2 separate regions of the Mus musculus genome follow, and region 2 is linked to region 1. The links are chromatin contacts, called in public promoter capture Hi-C maps. All regions are on one chromosome and are shown on one strand. The core of a region is the stretch at or near the end of the contact, and the rest is flanking DNA. Distances in the headings are between cores, read along the strand shown.

Region 1 (6,833 bases), core at 1,963-4,462:
TTCATGTATGAAGAAGGATGAACTGAACCAGGCGTACCCAGGCATAAAGCTTGGCTTCACACATTCTGGTCTGTGATCCAGGGACATGTACAAGAATGCGTATATTAAGCTCTGTAACAGCAACGAGTTACAAACATCCTCTCCTAATGTCTAAGAAGAAATGGATAAGTAAAATAGTATCAAGATCTGATAAAAAGGATACATTGAGATCTATAAAGAAATAGTGTTGAATTAAAAATCAGGACTAAATGAGCAACAATAAATAACAGGAAACTATGTGGTAGTCTTCAGTAGGCACACACATAAAGACAAAGCCATAGACGATAGGTAGGAAGAGCATACATTAAACATCTATGAGTCTAAATGCAGGAAGAAAAGGAGGGGACAAAACTGAGGAAAGGCCAGTTAGGGCAGGATCCCCAGAATATTAGATAGCATTCTAGCCACTCACGTTAAAAAAAAAGTCAAAATACTCACTGAACAAATGGCAGGGACCTTTATAACCCAATTAGCTCCCCCTCCTTAAATGGTTTTTGTTTTGTTTTGTTTTGTTTTTGTAAGATAACTTATTGCTTATTGAAAACAATAAAGGCCTGAAATTACAGTTGGCTGTTTCCCTCCTCTATCATTTCTGGCTAATAACTTTGCAATTATAATGGTTTTTATGTTTCCTTAAATTTCAAAAGAACAGTTTGAAAGCACAACCTCAAGTATTATAATAAACCACATGTCATAGCTCAATGTAAGATAAATTCAGTAGGCCATGCTAATCTTTAAAGCACAGCAGTATAAAAATTGAAAAGTGCATGCCACATTTGAAGTAATGTTTCATGAAATTTATTTCTATCTTTATATATATTCCATATAGTAGTACTTGATATAAAACTTGTTTCTTACTGGGGGGGGTCTCATCAATGAGTTTGAAATGTCACTGATCTATGGAAATTCCAAATTGTTACTAAATGGTAATATAAGAGAAATGGATGGAAATTTAAATTGAGTAGTCCTGGAGTTTCAAGTGTTAAGGGCAATATTATCTCATCTAGGATAAGTACTTCCCAAATGGATAGACCCAGCACTAAATCAACCTAAAAATACATTGTACGAGCTCTAACGTAAATCTCTTGAAATTGAAGAATTTCATACTAGACAAAAAAAAAAATCACTAAATGATGAGATAGTTTGCAGAATCGTAGCCATAACCGAAAAGTCAGTTTAGGACCACTGAGATCACTGGGTCAGTAATGGTGCTTGCTACCAAGCCTGCCAGCCTGAGTTTGGTTCCTGGGACTTACAGGATGGAACAGGAGAACTAAGCCCTGGTCCTCCCAACCTCCACAAGTACTAATGAGTGTGTCCCCCAATAAGTTTATTAAAGAAAAAAGCAGTCATCATCGTAACAGAAGTTATTAATGGTTTGCTCAGAAACAGTAGTACATCTTGACTAACAGACATGTGACATCTTACTGAAGTGTATGCTTAGGTTTATTCAGAAGTAGGTTGGGTGAGATAGAAAAGCTTAAATAGTTCCAGTGCTCCAGTTGGGGGGAGGAGAGGGCGCTGGCGTGTGTTTGTAAACATGGTGCTGAGGTGGTGGATCCTTAAGGACTTGCTGGCCAGCCAGTCTTCTACTTGGTGAGTTCTAGGCCAAACAAGGCCATTTCTCAAAAGAGACGGTGAATGGCACCGGATGAAGGACACAGGAAATTGTACTGTGGTCTTCCACACTGATGCTGTCTCGTCTAATTAGTTTCTAGGGGTCCAAGAGCAGAACGGGAAGAGATTTGTCTAAAACTTTGCCTACGGGAGTCTCCTCACGAGACTGGCTAGCGTTGGACCCCTTATAGCGTGTGCTTATAAATCAACTACTAGTGAAGCCAAATTAAGAGGATCACCTGAGCTCTGGAGAAAGATGGAGAGAGGAGAGGATGGGGCGAGGAGGAGGTGGAGGTATAGCCACTCTTACCAGACTGGGCGCTCCAGAGGTCTTTCTTGTTCACCTTTATACATCCAGTGTCTAGAAAAAGACCTACAACAGTTGGGTTTATCCCACAAAGAGGTCTGGAGATTTAAGGCTCAGCCCAGGTTCTTACTCTGCCTCCTATGTAAACAGAATAAAACCATCATGTTTCCAGCGTATTTTGATAATGTCCCTCTCTCCGCTGGAGAGGTGGCCCACTGCCTAGTGTATGTCAAATTTCTGGTGTTTATAGTCAGAATTTCTATTGGGCAAGAGTGGCTGTACACACACAAACTTAAGTTCCAGGAAAACTTAGCGGACGATCTCCCTCATTAACGATTCTTTTGCCAAAATTTACATCAAGGTTGCTTCTAATTCAACTTACATTCGGGAATAGGCAAGAAAAATTGTAGCTTTATAGGATCGTTAAGATTATCTTACAACACACGGGAGAAGGATAAAAATCAAAGGATGGTTCATGAGACTCTAACAACCCTCTGGTGGATCGAGCCAGGTTGCTGTCAAAGCTACCTGGAAGTTACTTGGAGAGTGATGTTTTAGCTTATGCAGAACTAGCAGTAGAAATAACAGCGCTTTCCCAATACACCAGAAAGAATACTCGAATAACCTGTCATTAAAAACGGCATTTTGTACATTTGAGATAAGTCCTTATCTGTCGATATGGACACAATAGGGCACCAAATTAAGCATACAAAAATCTTGGCTCAAACTGAACACCTGGTTTTCAGGAGTCTGGGGCTTCTTCCAGGACCCCAGTCGGTTGCCTCTTCACACTCAGTGCCTCAGAGCTGTGGGTTCGGGTTCAAGCGCCCGGAGAGGGGCAGCCGTGGGCTCGGACCCCGACTCCACGCCTCCTCTCGCGTCCTGCGGGCCGGGCTATCGTTTTTTTTTTTTTTTTTTTTTTTTTAATAGCGGTTACCACGTCGCTCGCCCTGCGGGCTAGCGAGGCCGAGGTGGCGGCGCCTAGGGCTGAGGACAGCCTGTGTCCCCCCCACCGTGGAGGCTCGGCGGTACCCACCCCGGGTGCTCGCCTCCGTCGGGCACTGAACCGGGGAAACGGACCCCGAACGCAGGGGAGGGCCGTCTCGCCCGCTGGAGACCGACCGGATGCGGAAGCCCGAGCGCCGCTCACCTGCGAACTGTGGCCGCCACGGACTCTTGCGCCCCGCGGAGCGTTCGGGTTCTCGCTCGCTCTGCGCACGCGCAGCCACACCTCCACCGTTCTCCCTCCCCCGCGGTAGAAGCTAACGGAGACCGGCGCACGCCTGAGCGCGGGCGGAAGCTCCGGGGGTTGGACTCAGCGGAAGGGGAAAGGCGGGGCGAGCGCGGAGCCGAGTCTCTGCCGGCGAGGGTGAGGGCTGCGCTCCTGTCGTCCGTAGTTCCGGGAGACCCGGTCAAAGTGATCAGGCCGGCGCTGCAGGGGCGACAGCTTCTCGGCAGGACCTCGCGAGGTCTCGGAGGCTCATGGAAAGGAGGCCACCAAGGCCTCCCTGTTGTCCAGGGCATCACCTGCTCGCCTACCCACGACGCTGCGGTAGGTCTAGACGTCCGGGATGGTTTCCTAAAAAGACGCTGTAATCTTGTAATTCTGTAACAAGATGACAATAATAAAAATGGAGGACGACTGTGTGTTTTGTTCGATTTTATTTCAGCAAAACGCTGTTTACACGAACCAGTCCTGGTGGCGGATGCCATTGGTCTCAGCACTTGGGAGTAGAGGGAGAGGAATCCCTGTGTTCTACATAGTGACTTCCAGGCCAGCCAGGGCTATATCGTGAGGCCCGTGTCAAAGGAGGAAAAAATTTCAAATTCAAGCATAGTTAATATGCACCGGGGCAGGTAACCCATAAAGGATGGCCCTTCTGATGGTGAAGGTCCACTTTAAGCAATATAAAAAATGATCTCTATAGACGGTTGAGTGCCTTAATTTCTTGTTGACACATCTAAGGGTCAGGAATGGCAGTACACTCCTGATCTCTATCCTCTAATCACCAGAGTACACGAATATGTTACTTTATCTGGCACAAGAATTTAGCTGATGCAATTAAATTTACATTATCCAGGAGCTCATTGTGTAATCAGCCACTATAAATCCCTATAAAAGGGAGAGGCAAAAGCTTCCAAGCCAGTTAGTTGTAGGAGCTGGGACACAAAATAGTTGAGTGATGTGTGGAAGAGTCAATGAGCCAAAGAATGCATGCATCTCTGGAAGACTGAAAAGAGGGGAGAAGTGGCTTCTACCCCGAAAGAACTCAAATATGCCTGGATTTTAGATTTCTGACCTCCACAGCTCCCTAATCCAAATCAATGAGTTGTTTTATACATCTAACTTTGTAGTAATTTGTTACAGCCATAATAAGTTCTCAGCACTTAAATAAAGGTACTAAGGAAGCAAGCACAAACTTAACATTATATCCTAGGGACTACGAGTGTATTGTTTGTCAGAGCCATGACAGAATAGCTAACACAGTGAGGAAAGATGTGTTGACTCACATTTTGAGAGGGTTCAGTCCTTCATGGCACTACAGAGCAGCAGTTTGTGGAATTATAAGACTGGAGAATCTGGCCTACAGGAAGAGGCCAGGGCAAGGTATAATGCTAGAGATACCTCTAGTGACCTTCTTCCACCTAGGCGCCACCTCCTCCCTATCACCACCTGCTAATAATGCCAGCATATTATGAATCCATCAAGGGTCACTTCATTGATGAGATCAGAGCCCACATGATGTCTCTGGAAATGCCCTCCAGACACACCCAGAGGTGAGCTTCACTAAGTGTCTAGGTGTCTAATCGTGTGTGTGTGTGTGTGTGTGTGTGTGTGATCACAACCACAGCCATCAGACTCAAGAAAGGACTCTTATTTTGAACAATATATTTTATATTTTTGGGGTCCTGATTATTAACAAAGAGAAACTTTTTTTCTTCATTTTGTTGGCTCAAAGACAGTATTTCACTTAATTTTTAACTAATGAAAAAATATTCTGTCAGGGTAGATATAAAGTGTTTGAGTAGACATTTCTCCAAAGAAGATACAAATAGCCAACAACACAAGAAAACACAGGGACTTCACTAAAAATGATTTGAACGAAAATAACCTCTATATGCATGTATTTGAATACTTGGTCCTCAGTTGGTGGAACTGTTTGGGAAGGAGTAAGGTGTGCCTTGTTGGAAGTGTGGCACTAGGGGTGAGCTTTGGCAAAGATCTCAAAAGCCTTCTACTGCTCTGCCTCCTGCTTTTGGATTAAGAAGGGAGTTGTCATCTGTCCCTGCTGCCATGCCATGCCTTTGCACTGCTATCATGGACTCTGACCCTCTGAAACTGGGAACCCAACTAATTGCTCTATTTTATAAGTTGCCTTGGTCACGTTGCTTTGACACAGCAATAAAAAAGTCGCTTAAGACACTACCCATTAAGGAACTGCATATCAAAATCTGTGAAGGCCTTTGAGATGATCGTGTCTGGTAGGTAAATGTGCTTGCCAGATGACTAGAATTAGATCCCAGAACACAAGAAAACATTCAAGGCCACGGAGACAGCACAACTGGTACAAAGTAATTCCAAAGGCAACCTGACAACCTGAATAGAACTTCTAGATTCCACAGTGGAAGTAAAAAACTGGCTACAACCTCACAACTTTTCTATGACACACCTGTGCTCACAAAGTTACCCTAGAACCACAGCTTCACTGTGGTACTTTGCTCTGTACCTGCACACCAAGCATACAAAGTCAGACAATGAGGTTCATTTTAGCCCCACTTGGAGAGTTACCATTTTAGAAGTAGCTGTTGCAAAAACTAGAAATAGACAACAAGATGGATAAGACTCAAAGAAATTGGAAGCCTTTTGCACAGTTGATACATAAGACAGCAGGATAGGAAATTATGGTATTTTCTTGAAAATAGTAAATAGAATTATATGAACTAGCAATTACATTTCAGGATATATGCTCAAAAGAATTCAAAGCAGCATCTTGGATATTTGTACATCTAGATTCATAGCATTGTTATTTATAATACTCAAAATATAAAAACAACCTGAGTCTATGAACATAAAATGTTGATACAGGCACTTGCATACACAGTGAAATTTTACCCAATCACGAAAAGGAACGAAATCCTAATACATGAAAGTTTAAGAAATGATGCTAAATGAAGAAAGCTAGTCAGAAAAGACAAATACATGATTCCATGTCTAAGAGGCTTAGAATAATGTAATTCATGCGAAGCGGTTCTGGGGAGGAGAATGGCAAGTTGTTTGATGGCAGAGCTTCTGTCCAGTTGCCTGGTAGAAAAAGTTTTGGACATGGTAGCGTAAGTTCTTTGGTGGCAGAGTATCTATGCAATTGCCTGCTAGAGGAATTCTGGAAATGGATAATGATTGTTACACAACATGAATGTATTTACTACTACACTGTGAAAATGGTTACTATGGTAAAATTTCAGTTTTGTGTATTTTACAATAAAAGCAATTGACTTTTTAAAAAAATATTTATTTATTATATGTAAGTACACTGTAGCTGTCTTCAGACACTCCAGAAGAGGACATCAGATTTTGTTACAGATGGTTGTGAGACACCATGTGGTTGCTGGGATTTGAACTCAGGACCTTTGGAAGAGCAATCGGCACTCTTAACCGCTGAGCCATCTCACCAGCCCCCAGTAATTGACTTTTAATAACGATTCTCTTGAAGACTGAATTTTTTTTTTTAAGTCTTGATTCATTATTGTCCTTCAGCCTGGTTACAACAAATGCTATAGCGTATCTTCTCTCTCACAGTTCAGGAGAAAGGAAAATCAGTTCAAGGTGGCAACAGGTAAGGCACCTTGATTCCTGGTCCAGAGATGGCCT
Region 2 (6,833 bases), core at 2,321-4,820, 230 kb after region 1:
AATGTGAAGGGGAATGATCACAGATCCACGGGAGACAACACAGAATCACAGTTTAGCATTCACTAAGTCTTTGCTAAATGTATCCTATTGGGAGTCATTAGAAGGAGTGAGGCCTATGGCCCCACCCCTGAAGAATCTTATCATCTATTGAGAATGTAAGAAATATTATTCATATCTATCTTACTGTGTATTAAAAAGAGAAAAGAGGCTAGGATATGTTTGGTAGAGCAAGTTGGAAGGGGGCACCTCTGCAGGCCCATGCTGAGGCATCCCTTCCCCCTGAGGGACCAGCCACATGATGGATATAGAATGGAATAGAATTTATTTAGGGCATGGGAAGGGGAGTAGAGACAGACAGACAGACAGACAGGTAGATACACAGACACACAGAGAGAGACAGAGAGAGGAAGAAGAGGAGGAGGAGGAGGAGAGAGAGAGAAGGAGAAGAGGAAGAAGGAGAAGGAGGAGGCAGGAGAAGAGGAAGAGCAGCAGGGGAGGAGGAGGGGGGAGCAGGAGAGAGAGAAGAGAAGAGACTGGCCAGGAACACATGGAGAGAGGGGGCAAGGCCATCTGGAGAGAGGGAGAAGGGGCAGAGAGTAAGAGAGTAAGAGAGTGAGCAGGGGCCAAGCAGCCCCTTTTATAGTAAGCCAGGCATTACCTGGCTGTTGCTAGGTAACTGTGGGGTGGAGCCTAGAAGGACTGCTAACACTTATGTTTTCTATTTCATATTTAAGTGCTGAAATAAAAAAAAAAAGACTCAATTATCAACGGGGATGACCTTTTTATCAGAAAGAAAAAGGGAGTTTATGTCCAAGCCCGCAGAAAATTATGTCCTATTCAATATATGCAAAAAGTGTTAAGTGCACGCCTGTGACTGAGGCTAAGGGGGAACATGACGATTTAAAAAGCAAAAAGTTAAAGTGGTTCTCAAGTGCAAACACTAACTTTGTTGACAGGCCTAGTGACATCTGCAGTGTAGGTGGCCTGTGGGTTGGAGTGCACTCTGCCAGGGAAGTTAGGGTATCAGCTATGGAATCAGGCTGTCTGGACATCGACTTCTGGCTTTATAACATAATGTGATGGGTAACTCTACGCGTGTATCACCCTTCGAATTCGTTCATGAGAACAATTCTAGTCCAAACGCAAGGTGGGGGGGGGGGGGCTGCTCAGAACTTCCCAGTGCTTCTCAGTTTGTTCAGAATAGAACCCCAAATCCTTGCCCGGAGTTACAAAGTTACTTCTCTCCTACCCCACTCCAACCTTCACCTGATACCCCATCCCCCGCCCTACCCATTCTGCCTCATCCACAGGAATTAACTGCTCAAGCCAGCCAGCCTCTCTCCCACCTCAGACCTCGGGCTGTTGCTGGTCTTGATGCCTGAAATGTTCTTTTGTAGAACTTTTTTTGCAATTTCTTCTTTACCTCCTCTGGTCTTTGCTCAGATGGGACCTGCTAACTGGAGCCCTCTCCGGTCACCTCCTCCCTTTAAAACAGAAGAGACCTCGCCTACCTGTAACACTCCAGATACTTCTGCCTTCTCTTTCCCCATAGGAATGGCTGCTACCTTGTAAACAATGTCTGCTCTCCTGCTGACAGATAAGCTAAATGAAAGCTTGTATATATAGTCTTGGATCCTGTCTTAGTTTGTTTTCTGTTCTACTATAAAATACTCTGACAAAAGAAACCTATGTGGGAAGGGATTTAACTCAGCATTATAGCTCAAGAGTACAGGCTATTCTTTCAGGGTGAATTACAATGGGACAGATAGCTGAGTTGCATACACAGTAAATAAACAGAGAGCAAAGAATGAGTTCATGTGGGTGCTCAGCTTCCTTTCTCCATTTAAGCTGTGTAGACCACAGCCAAGGAATGGTGCCACCCACAGTGGGCAGCTCTTCCCACCTCAGCCATTGAAAGCCATATGATCCCCTACAGGCAGGCTCAGAGGTTCATTACCCGAGGGATTCTAGCTTCTGTCAAAGTGACAACTGTCATTGATAATTACAGATGCCCAACTCCTAGATCAGGGCCTGATACAGCAGGTTCTTCAAAATGCTTGCAGTTGAGCAAATGGATGGAGGCTCAGAAGCAGAAAAGGAGGGCCAGAACCAACCAGAAGGTACCCCTCATACGCATCCTGACAAGTTAAGGTTAGTTATGTTAGTTAGTTAACTAGCTGCTCTTATTTGTATAAGTCATGCTGTGGAGTATCACAGGAGTATCAGTCATCTACTGTGTTTGAGGTGAACTCTTCTTATTTGCTGCTGTGTTCATGAGGCTAAATGGTCCATGGCTTCCCGGATTCTGTCTCCCCTGAGTCTGACCTTTACAGGGGATTCGAGCTGATGTTTGCCCAGTAAGAACTTCACTCCTGAAACCATCTCCTCAGCCTCTAAGTGCAACACACATGCGCTTGCCGTATTGAGGCGACTCCAGCTTTTCTGACCTTTGTTGAGCGCAGGGGTAAATACTAGGCTATTTAAATGTCTTTAACCATCTGTGATGGTATTTAGTCTCGTTACCCTGCCCCACTTTGCTGGTTCCTCAGGGAAGATTACAGGTCTTCATGCCTGGTAACAGAGGAATACAGAAAGCGATGGTCTACTCATCCTCCATGTTCTCCATCTTCAATCAAGTTGACTTTTATCAGGGGAGGTGTGGCCTTGCATTGGCTAACGTGTGAAAAGGAACCCAGTCCCATGTCTACTCCATCAATTCTCTCTGCCTCACCTGGGGAACTCACGATTGGGGTCCCACCCATCAATCTAAAAGCCACCTTTGCTCATAAGTCCTGGCTCCTTCTCTTGATGTCCCACTGTGCACCCATGTGAGAGGGGTGCTGTCCCTTTGGGCTTCTCTTCAGGAAGTGAGATCCCAATGGCAGTGTTCTGTGGTCCTCAAGTTACTCTACACATCTGAGTCTTTGTTTATCGGAACTCGTGGCTGTTTGAATTCTTTCAAATATCCTCCCCATGCTATAGCTCATTTCCCACCAATATTTACTGCAAAAACGTAGATTTTACCTGGTTCATTGCCCCCGCTTTCCTTTACCCCCTCAGAGGAATTCAGGATCTTGGATGCTGAAAGGAGAATGGAGTCAACTTCATCTTCTTCCGCGAGGTGCTTCTCTGGAACAGACCCGAGCACAGCTTTTGGAGCTGGAAGGTAGCCTGGGAAGGTGAAGAAGCGAGGCACGGACATTCGGGTCGCCCACGCCCTCTGTGGCCACCAGAGGGCGCGCTATGATCAGGTAGAGATGTCAACTCTGCAAATAGGGGTGAAGGCGGCATCCCGCCAGGGGGCAGGCGAGTGCTTTCTCACTGAGCAGGGGATTTGAGGTCGGGAAGATAACGCACACCAGACCCATCCGGAAAACTCCGGAGGCTTTGGGATGAAGGGACATGGGTGTGGTTCCACTATCCTCCATTTCCCAGAGCCTCCCTCTAGAGGACAGCCTCCCGGATCGTTCTTACCGGGGCTCATTTCTGTCGCTTAAGATCTCTCCACCAACTGCCTTGCCCCAAGCATTCAGCTCTGCCGCTTCTAGCCGCAGCATCCCGTTGCCTAGTAACGGAGGTCGGGGGGGGGGGGAGCCCTGCCCACCCCCACCCTTTTCCGGAGCTGATGCAGACGATGTGATTGGTTTTCATTTATATGAAGTGCACTGATTTTCCTGTACACTTGATAAAACACTTGAAAAAGGCGGGTGCTTCCCCGGGAAGCAGAGCTTGAGTGACTGGTTAGAAAACACGAGCTTTTAAGTAAAAGTTTTCAATAAATACATATGACTTATTTTTGCAAAATCAGTTATCTCAGATAGAATATACAGTCATTGAGAACTGAATTTTAAATCACTGTGAGTAGGAATTGACAGCCACTATGATGTAATAATTTATTACTTAATAAATTACACCTGGCTTACTTTCAGGGAAGAGGCATGATGGTTTAATGTTCATGAGCTATAATTTCTTATTTTCTGGAGCAATGGTTTTTACAAGACTCGACAGTCTTTTTTTTTTTTTTTTTGGTCGCATTGGACAGCTTTAATACATTTAAATTTTTCAGCCTAATACATCTGTTAAACCACTATTCTAAAGAAAATAATATAGTTCATCAAATGCTGGGTATTAATGTAACAATGAAATATTATGTGACAACTCTAATTTGTGGATGGTGACGGTGAGTATTGGCTATTACATAGAAATCACCTGGAGATTTTCATGAGATGACTAAGTCACAACAGTTGGCATAGACTGTAAAACAAAATGATAAGTGTTTGCAATGTTAACCTCAATTTTAATCTGTGCACTGGTCTCAGCAGAAATCTACTTTTATTTTAGGATAACTTCTCAGTTAATCTATCAGAAAAATGACCTTTAGTAGAAAAGGTTTAAGTTTTAAAGATTTATTAATTTGTTTTGTGTGTGTGTGTGTGTTGTATGTGTGTGTGTGTGTGTGCATGCAGGTATGTATGTATGTGTTTGTGTGTGTGTGTGTGTGTACATGAGTGTGGAAGTCAGAGACTTATGCTGTATTTATTTATTGAGATCCACCTAAAGTTTTTGGAGCAGAGTATTTTGCTGCGCCTGGAGCTCACAGACAGTCTCTATTGTTTGGTCAGTGAGCCCAAAGGGATCCTCAATGTGGACAAAGGGCGACAGACATGTGCACCATGTTGCCCCTGGCCTTTTACCGTGGACATCAAACTCAGGTTCTCATGCTTGTGTGGTAAGCCATTCGCCAACTATCTGCCTGTCCTCCTGGACTATTAAGAGCAAATTGCTGACTTCATCCCATCTCTCCTGAACATTTGGGTGTGTATTTTATAAGAATACTGAAAAGAAGCACAATACACTGTTAATATTCAAGATTAGTGCTGATGCATAGTCACCCTATAGCTTCCAGGCATCACTGACATTCTTGCAGTAATGCCCTGGGTAGCCATAGGTCCCAGCCTAAAGGCTGGCATTACATCCAGTTGCCATGATCTGTTTATTTAATGCATTTTAATCTGATCAGTTTGATTTATCTTGAACTCCTACGGCCTTAACATTTTAGAACATTCTAGACCAATTATTCTGTAAAATGTTTTTGTGTCTTTTGTGGGTGTTTCCTAGTGGTAGATCAGGCCATGCACTCTTGTCAGGGGGGCATAATGGCTGTTGGTCCTCATTGTAGTCTCTCGGGTGGCACAGGATTGTGGTCTACAGCATCAGTGTGGTGTTCATTTGGTGACTAACTAATCTCTACCATAGATATTAAACCTTTGTTCTTTTTTGATTAAGAAATAGTTTGCATAAAATATTTTGGCTTATACAATAACTCCATTCATCACAAGCTTTTGGTTTTCTAGTTTACCTATAATTATCTCTGTATGGATCACTGTTTCTTATATTATTTACTAGTTAGCAATGGATTTTATTCTGTTGCTAAGATTACTTATATGAATGCTCAAATTTTCCTGGCTTGGTCGGTGACAGTTTCTCTAATTCATTCTCATATCAATAGACAGAAAAGTGTATTTTGTCAGGCTATGGCTTCTCTGGCCAAATATTTTGATCATCCCCACAACTGTTTTATAAAAGCCTGACTTTTTAATTGTAAAGTCCTTTCTTATGGGGATTAAAATCAACATTATCATTTTTTTAAAGCCAAAAGTCATAACACTTCAAAATCCTTTTACTTCAAAACCAATTTTCCTCTTAGAAAAATCTACTTTTACCTGTTAACTAACAGCTGCAGGTTCAGAATTTGGAACAAACTCAAGAGCATTGCACAAAACAAGCTTTCAGGTCTATTCTTAGCAACTTCATATCAGACTATAAGATGTCTGGGGTTTCCAGCTTCATGAGATCTTTTTTTAAACCTGGGATTAAAGGGCTATCACTAAGCATGGATGGAATCTACAATAGTGTGAGATTTACCAACTCGCTCTGAGGACATACCAGTATGACAGTTTTTTAAATTTTTCTTTAAACTAAGGCTTGTATGTTGTGGATAGCCCTGGGACTAATTATATTTGATGTTAAATCTGTTCTCCTCTGAGGGGTTGTGAACAAGGAATGAGTCAGCACTCAAGTGATTTCCTGTAAACCTGCTTCCCACCTTAATTTGCAAAATAAAGGAGAGCTGATAATTGGGCAGATAAAAGGGAAGGTGGAGTAGAAGGTGGGAGAGAGAAGAAGGAGAAAATGGAAGAGGGAGAGGATACAGAGGAGGAGAAAGACAAAGAAAAGCGGAGCAGAAGCACATGGCCCAGAGAAACTGCAAGTTCTAAGGGGTCTCATACGCTGTGGAAGATGGTAGTGTAGTGGTAGATCTGCCCAATCTAAGTGCACAGTATGTAATCATATTAACTGTGTCGTGTTTTTATTGCCAGGGCATAATTAGGTTGGAGAGATTTACCGCAACACTTGTGTTTTGATGGAGAAGAGAAGCTCATGACATTGATTTAGGAAGTCTTTGGTGGATTATAGAAGTAAATTCTACAGCTTGAAAACGTGATGAAATCATCTCTACAGTCCCCACTAAGTTGCCAGCAGAGTTAATTCCAATCTAATTCTGTCTATTGAAAGCTGGAAAAATAAATTTTAAAAAAGGCCACACAGTGGTGGCACATGCCTTTAATCCCAGCTCAGAGGCAGAGGCAGAGGCAGAGGCAGAGGCAGAGGCAGAGGCAGAGGCAGAGGCAGAGGCAGAGGCAGAGGCAGAGGCAGAGGCAGAGGCAGGAGGCAGGAGGCAGGAGGCAGGAGGCAGGAGGCAGGAGGCAGGAGGCAGAGAGGCAGAGAGGCAGAGAGGCAGAGAGGCAGAGGAGAGCCAGAGAGGCAGAGGA

Evidence for each region. Capture Hi-C pulls out chosen DNA fragments and counts their contacts.
Region 2: a promoter capture Hi-C map of liver shows a contact between it and region 1. The contact joins the promoter of Ccdc110 here to the promoter of Cfap97 in region 1. A contact is called at or near these places in 3 of 39 promoter capture datasets (the 3T3-L1 cell line, pre-B cells and stem cell-derived epiblast-like cells) and 1 of 9 other capture datasets (liver).

Annotation. Positions count from the first base shown.
Region 1 is chr8:46,160,030-46,166,862 of GRCm38.p6, reverse strand. Cfap97 (cilia and flagella associated protein 97) reads right to left here and starts at 3,212. Exons shown (of 5, transcript NM_025747.4): 1 at 3,114-3,212.
Region 2 is chr8:45,931,356-45,938,188 of GRCm38.p6, reverse strand. It overlaps Ccdc110 (coiled-coil domain containing 110), which reads right to left and starts at 3,570. Exons shown (of 7, transcript NM_001033246.3): 1 at 3,475-3,570; 2 at 3,025-3,171. The coding sequence starts at 3,484.